2 separate regions of the Mus musculus genome follow, and region 1 is linked to region 2. The links are chromatin contacts, called in public promoter capture Hi-C maps. All regions are on one chromosome and are shown on one strand. The core of a region is the stretch at or near the end of the contact, and the rest is flanking DNA. Distances in the headings are between cores, read along the strand shown. Region 1 holds the start of Adcy10 (adenylate cyclase 10). Region 2 holds the start of Sft2d2 (SFT2 domain containing 2).

Evidence for each region. Capture Hi-C pulls out chosen DNA fragments and counts their contacts.
Region 1: a promoter capture Hi-C map of liver shows a contact between it and region 2. The contact joins the promoter of Adcy10 here to the promoter of Sft2d2 in region 2. A contact is called at or near these places in 1 of 39 promoter capture datasets (liver), 1 of 115 datasets of contacts at active chromatin or transcription factors (double positive thymocytes) and 2 of 9 other capture datasets (adipose tissue and liver).

The regions. Positions count from the first base shown.
Region 1 is chr1:165,483,445-165,486,457 of GRCm38.p6, reverse strand. It overlaps Adcy10 (adenylate cyclase 10), which reads right to left and starts at 1,275. Exons shown (of 34, transcript NM_173029.3): 1 at 1,123-1,275.
Region 2 is chr1:165,192,792-165,195,977 of GRCm38.p6, reverse strand. It overlaps Sft2d2 (SFT2 domain containing 2), which reads left to right and starts at 1,545. Exons shown (of 8, transcript NM_145512.4): 1 at 1,545-1,738. The coding sequence starts at 1,676.

The DNA.
Region 1 (3,013 bases), core at 26-2,525, 290 kb before region 2:
AAGAGTAAAATAGACAAATTCCATTTTAGAAGAATTTTCTGTAAGTTCTGCAACATAATAAATGGTAGTGGCAGAGATACTCTCCACAGATACACCCACGGCTTAGTTACAATTTAAGCACTTCACAGGTTGTTTTGGGACTCACTGTGTAGACTTTGAACTCACAGAGGTCTACCTGACCCTTCCTCTCAGATGGTGGGATGCCACCATGCCCGGCTCCCTCAGGCACCTTAGATGAAGCATTTCATGTAAGACTGACACATTGGGGATGTCCAAATCTACAGAAAAGGTGTGTTTAATCCTCTCATCTGGAGGGCATGTGGATGGCACCTTGCCAATTCTCTCACAGTCAAGCAGAATGTGTGAGCCTGTGGGAATATAACTAGGAATGAGGATTCCCCACCCCCACCCCAAACAAAAGAACAAGTGAGGATGTGAAGGTACAGCAAGCATCCTTCCTGGCTGAATCCAAGCACACCTTCTGATGTCATGGGAAAACTGAGCAGTAACAGGATGCGAAGATTATGGATATGTTAGGACCGATCACAACCATGTCCATCATCATCTCTTGTAGAGTTTCCTACTAGTTTTTGACTTATGCTCAGTTTTTCATCAATAATGTAGTCTTCTTTAAGAAGAGGACAATGGGGGTTGGGGCTGGGGGGTTGAAAAGGAACGGTATCACCAAAGCTTGCTTGATCACTCTGTCAACTCCTCTTCTGCATTCTTCATGGTTTTTAGTGTCTATACACTTTTGTGACTTATTTTCTGTCAGTCTCTTCTTGGCCTGTTTACACTGTCTCCCTCTGAACTGTAAACCCCCTCTTTAGAGATCACATTATTAGTCTTTCTTTCTTCCACAGCACCTTTCTAGCACCTTCATATGATAGGCACTTACTATTTGACTGATGAAAGCAAACAGGACAAGCTAGAAATATATGATATCCAAGACAAACAGGACAGGGTCACATTTAAGCTTCTAATCTAACCTAAAAGGCTGGCAGAAATAAACCCTGAACTTGCCAACCACTCTCCTCTCAAGTCTATTAGCTGTGACACTAGATGGTCGTTTTCCTTCTAGCTCTGCTATTTCTTCTACTGAAACTCCTACTTCCCACGTACCTCTGTTCTCCAAGACTGTGGAGAAGCTCGAGCCTAGATTAGGGACTAGATCTTTCAGGAATGCAGAGAACAGGAAAGGGGTCTGGTGTTATTATTCTGAAGACAGCAGAAGTGCCATGTCTGTCCATACCTGACCCATCAAATGACAGTTTTGTCAAAAAGCCGTTTTCCAGGCCACACCCTCATCAGAAGTTCATTGTTTCACGCGCACTGGCTGTGCTTCTGATTGGCTGGCATCACCGTACCCCTCCCCCAACACTGAGTGGTCTACTGCTCTTGGAAGACTGGCTTGGCTCAATCTCAGGTTCTCATGTCTGGACATGTGAGACAGTTGGAGAGAGTGAAATAACCCCATCGTTTACACATCTCTTTCCTTGACCATGTGGAGGGTGACTGAAATTAGGTCACAGTTGATAGGTGACTATTATCAAAAGAAAAGTCTCTTAAGCAAGCACCCAAGTTTAGTCAATACAGTAGTTTCGCCATGTCTTTGGTTTTGTTACGCAAGCTAAGTTACCACTGATCAACTTTGGTCTGAAAACATGAATGGAAAATTACAGCAATACTCTTTCTTTTTGGAATTACAGTGTTCAGCAGCATAATGAAGTCTCTCACTGTCCTCTCTGGGACACGAATCATCCTCCTGTCCAGTGTAGTCACTCTGTATAAATGACTTGTATGGCAGACTTGTCAGCATTTTGCTACAATTGTCTTATCTTATTACTGTTGTTATTAATTTCTTACTATACTTCATTAAAAAACTGGCATAGATGTCTACAGACAACCAGCAGCACCTCAGCGTTTGGTACTATCTTCCAGGTGCTGCCAGGGCTGGTGGATAAACAAAGGAGCACTATTGTAGTGACCACACTATCAGGGCCATGAATTTTACCAGTTTTAATGAATTTACTACTTGTGAGGTAAAATTTTGACAAATTATACATCTGTTTTTGAATATACGTCTGGTTTTAATGTGTCTACTTATAAATTTACGCAAAGGTCAGTTAAAATCTGAGGCCTTATGAGTAAGAATTTAAGTTTTCACAATCCAGTGGGACACTGTCAAAGTATGTTTTAAAGGAGCTGTCCTGGCTAGTTTTATGCCAACTTGACACAAGGTAGAGTCATCAGAGGTGGGAGCCTCAGCTGAGAGAAGGCCTCTATTTGGCTGGGGTGTAGGTGAGCTTGTGAGGCCTTTTCTTAGAGATTGATGTGGGTGGACTCAGCTGCTGTGGTGGGCCCACCCTTCGACAGGTGGTCCTGAGTGCTATAGGAAAGAAGGTTGAGCAGGAGAGAATGCAGCCCCATGGCCCTGCATCAGCTCCTGCCTCCAGGCTCCTGCCCTGTTTGAGTCCCAACTTCAATGATAGACTATGATGTGGAATATCGAAGTGCGAGGTCAAACCCTTTCTTCCCCAACTCTGCTTTTGGTGTTTCATGGCAGCAACAGAAACCCTAAGACAGGGCATATATTTAAAACTTAAACAAAAAACTGAAAATATATGTGAATATTCTTATAGCCAATTCTAGTAATTAAATTTACTGTATTCCAAAATGTAAAAACACACATTTTAAGGGAGGGGGGTTTAATTATGCGTATGCTACTGAATCCAGTCTCAGGGTGAATCTAATTAAACAGACCTTTCAGTTGGTAAATGTTAGAGCTGCTTTTCCCATTTGGCTACACAAAGAAGCTCTGGCATTGACTTTTGCTTTAAAGAGATTTGGAGCTTCGAGGAATCTTTGTTAACATTTAACCTTCCATTATCATCTTAACAACTTAAAAAGAAAAAATCTGCTTACTCTAAAAAAAAAAAAAAAAACCAAGCAGTATTGCTGTACCTTCTATCAGTATTCCCTTGAGATGGATGCTAAACCACAGAAAAATTCA
Region 2 (3,186 bases), core at 296-2,795:
CAGTATCATGAATCTTGTGAGTTCTGCCTAAACCTCCATGTAGAGACATTTAAGAACAATGTCACATGATCCAATATCCCTCAACCTTTGTGTGCTCTGTTATGAACACTACTGATCTGAGTGTCTCTTAACCACTGAGTCATCTCTCCAACCCGAGAGTTCTACATCTTGATCTAAAGACAGCAGGAGACTATGTACCACAGTAGGCAGAGCTTGAGCATAGGAGCCGTCAAAGCATAGGAGACCTTCCCCCACAGTGACACACTTCCTCTAACAAGGCCACAACTACTCCAACAAGACCACACCTCCTAGTAGTACCATTCCCTATGGGCCAAGTGTTTACACATGAGCCTGTGGGGGCCAGTTCTATCACCTCACCACAGGTGGCTGGAAAAGCCATCAGGCTAGGAGAGAACAAGGACAGCTTCTACTAAATGCTATTTAAATTCCCCTCTGCTCCAGACCTGTCTATACAGTCATGCTTGCTTTCCACAGTCACGTTTGGAAGCCATTGTGCTCACTCTACAGAGGAAATCAGCTGGGGACCAGAAAGGCTAAGGAGCTTCTAGCTCAAGGCCTCCTAAGTGGCAAATGACAGAGCTAGAGTGGATCTTTCAGGACACAGCCTTTGCACTGTGCTCTGATGTTTGACGTCTTACAGAGAGGTGTAAGGACTCACTGGAAAATGTGGCAGGTAAGAGGAGTCCCTGCAGAGGCAGCAGCAGCTGGTCTTATGTTTTTATGTTTTTATACAAGTGAAGAAGGACGCTGGAGACCTCACATGAAAATATGTGGGAGGTAAAGTGACCTAGGGGGTGTTTCTGAAGTTCCTCTGTGGTCTCCTTTCCCTTTTTTGGGAAGCAGGGACAGTGGTGGAAACTGAACCCAAAGCCTTGCATATGCTAGGCAAGCATTCTCTCACTGAGCTACACCTTGGTCTCAGTGCCTTTTCTGAACTAGTTTAATCTTAACATAGGTGTTCCAGATATCTCTGGCCACCAGTGTGCAAGGTGAGCAAATTTCTGTCCTGTCTGGAAGAGCCCATGACTTCATATGGATTCTGCTTCATAGCCTCAGTAGTGCTGCAGACTGATTGAAGTAAAGCATTTACCAAACACGAAAATATTGATTCTTCTCACCACTTGCCATCTGTTCAGGTGTTGCCCAAGTCATATCTCCCGAGCCATTTCCCCTAGGGATGACGTAGGAATTGCTGCTTTTAAGAATACACAGGGTTGTACTGCTCCAGCCTGTTGCACACTGATTTGTTCTACTTAACGTGGGAAATATATATTTTTATAGATCTGCGGTGTACAACCACCAGCGGATTAACTTCAGCATCCATGGGTAAGTTTGCGAAAGGCCTGCGTTGTTCCAGGCCCTGGCACATGGTGGTGCTGGGCGCTGGAACGAATCCGTGAAGCCCGGGCGCGCAGCCAGCTTCCGGGTTAGGTATCGCCTGGCCGACTTCACCCCGACTCTCTCGGCCCCGCCCCGGGTGACCCCAAGGAGCTCGTTCAGGGGGCGTGGCTGGCGCGGGGCATGCCGGGCGGGCAGGTGGGCAGGTGCCTGGGCGGGGCGCGCCGTGGTTGGCAGCGGGCGGAGGGGCGGCGGCTGCGCACCCCGAAGAGTGGTAGGCGGAGCGAACGCCAAAGGCGGCGGTCGGGACCCTGACATGGACAAGCTGAAGAAAGTTCTGAGCGGCCAGGACACCGAGGACCGCAGCGGTCTGTCCGAGGTGCGTGCACCGGGGGAGTTGGCATTTCTTGGACAGCTGCCCTGCTGTCCTCCGGCCCGCCGCGCCGAGCTCTGCCGGGACACAGCCACAGGTGGCAGCGCGAGCTTTGTGGAAGGCGTGGCTCCCGAACCCTCTCCAACCTTCCCTCCGAAGGGCTTGAGGCTCTGAAGCAAGACCTCAGAAATCTGTGGAGTGGGAGTGTGGATCCCGGGGCCTCCTGGAATCCGGGCCCCGAGCCCCATCCCAGCCGGACCGGCCAGGGAGAGAGAGCCCTTTGGAGTTGGGCGAGGCCGGCGGCCTTCGTGGAAGGATCCACCGCCGGATCGCGGACTAGTTTAGGTTGTGGGGTGTGAGAGCCAGACCTTATGCGTTCTGCTTTGTAATTGTAAAACTCCGTGAACGCCTGATAACAGGGACTTACCAGGTCTCCGAATCTCCAGGGCTACTTTCTAAACTATAGATTCTCACCACGCTCGGAGACTGCCAGTGTGTTTGTTTTGTTAGTAGGGCTTTGATGGCTCTGAAACTTGACCACAAAAGTCCTGTGCTCCAGAGCCACTCAGAATGTCATATTTTGGGTGCTTTGGAAGTTTGTTTACATTTCCTTTCTTGATTGAAGACAGAATTACGTTTTACTTGATGTATCCTTAGCCCCGGTTTCCCCTTCTGAGAAAGAAGGGTGTTGAACGAGATGCAATAGCCCCTTTTCCTTGGAAATTGGAGTTCCTCTTTAGTGTTTACTTGACTTTCTTGTGGTTTCCCCAACATTCTGCGCTCACTTCTGTGGTTGATTTTGTTCTGAGTTTTGTCTTTGCAAAAAAACAAAACAAAACACAACTGCATCTCAAAGAGAATAAATTATTTTGAAGCCAAATACGAGTGACCATGGCCCCAGGACAGATTCAGGTTTCTGCAAACTCAGTGTTCCAACATGATAACAGTTTGATAAGTTCTTAGAGTAACAGAACAAATTAACAAATTAAGGTACTTTTCAGAAGCATTAGTGGAAGCGGTAAGCAGGCAGTTAGGGCAGTGTGGAGGAATCTCAGCTGTGGCTCCCAGAGGCTGCCTGATAGCATTCGAAAACCTTGTTAAGATAATAAATTCCAAGGTGTTTTTCCCTAGCAGTTTCCGGGAGGTTAGTCACTGTTACATCAGACACAGGTGGGCAAGAAAGAACTGCTTCCTGGGGACTAAAGATAACCCAAGGGCAGTTGCAATTAGGCTCAGTAGCTGCAACTTTCCAATCTCTGCATGATCGTTAAAATTCAAATTAGTGATTTTCATGTTTTAATTTTTTCATTTTTAAAAAAAATTTCTGGCTTCTTGTGAACTTTCATATGAGAAGCTCCCTCCCCCCCACAAAAAGCCCCAAGATTTAGTTGACCGTCGCTGTCATGTAAAGATAAGCTCTGTAGAAGGAACAGGCTGTTGTACAAAGTTGGGGT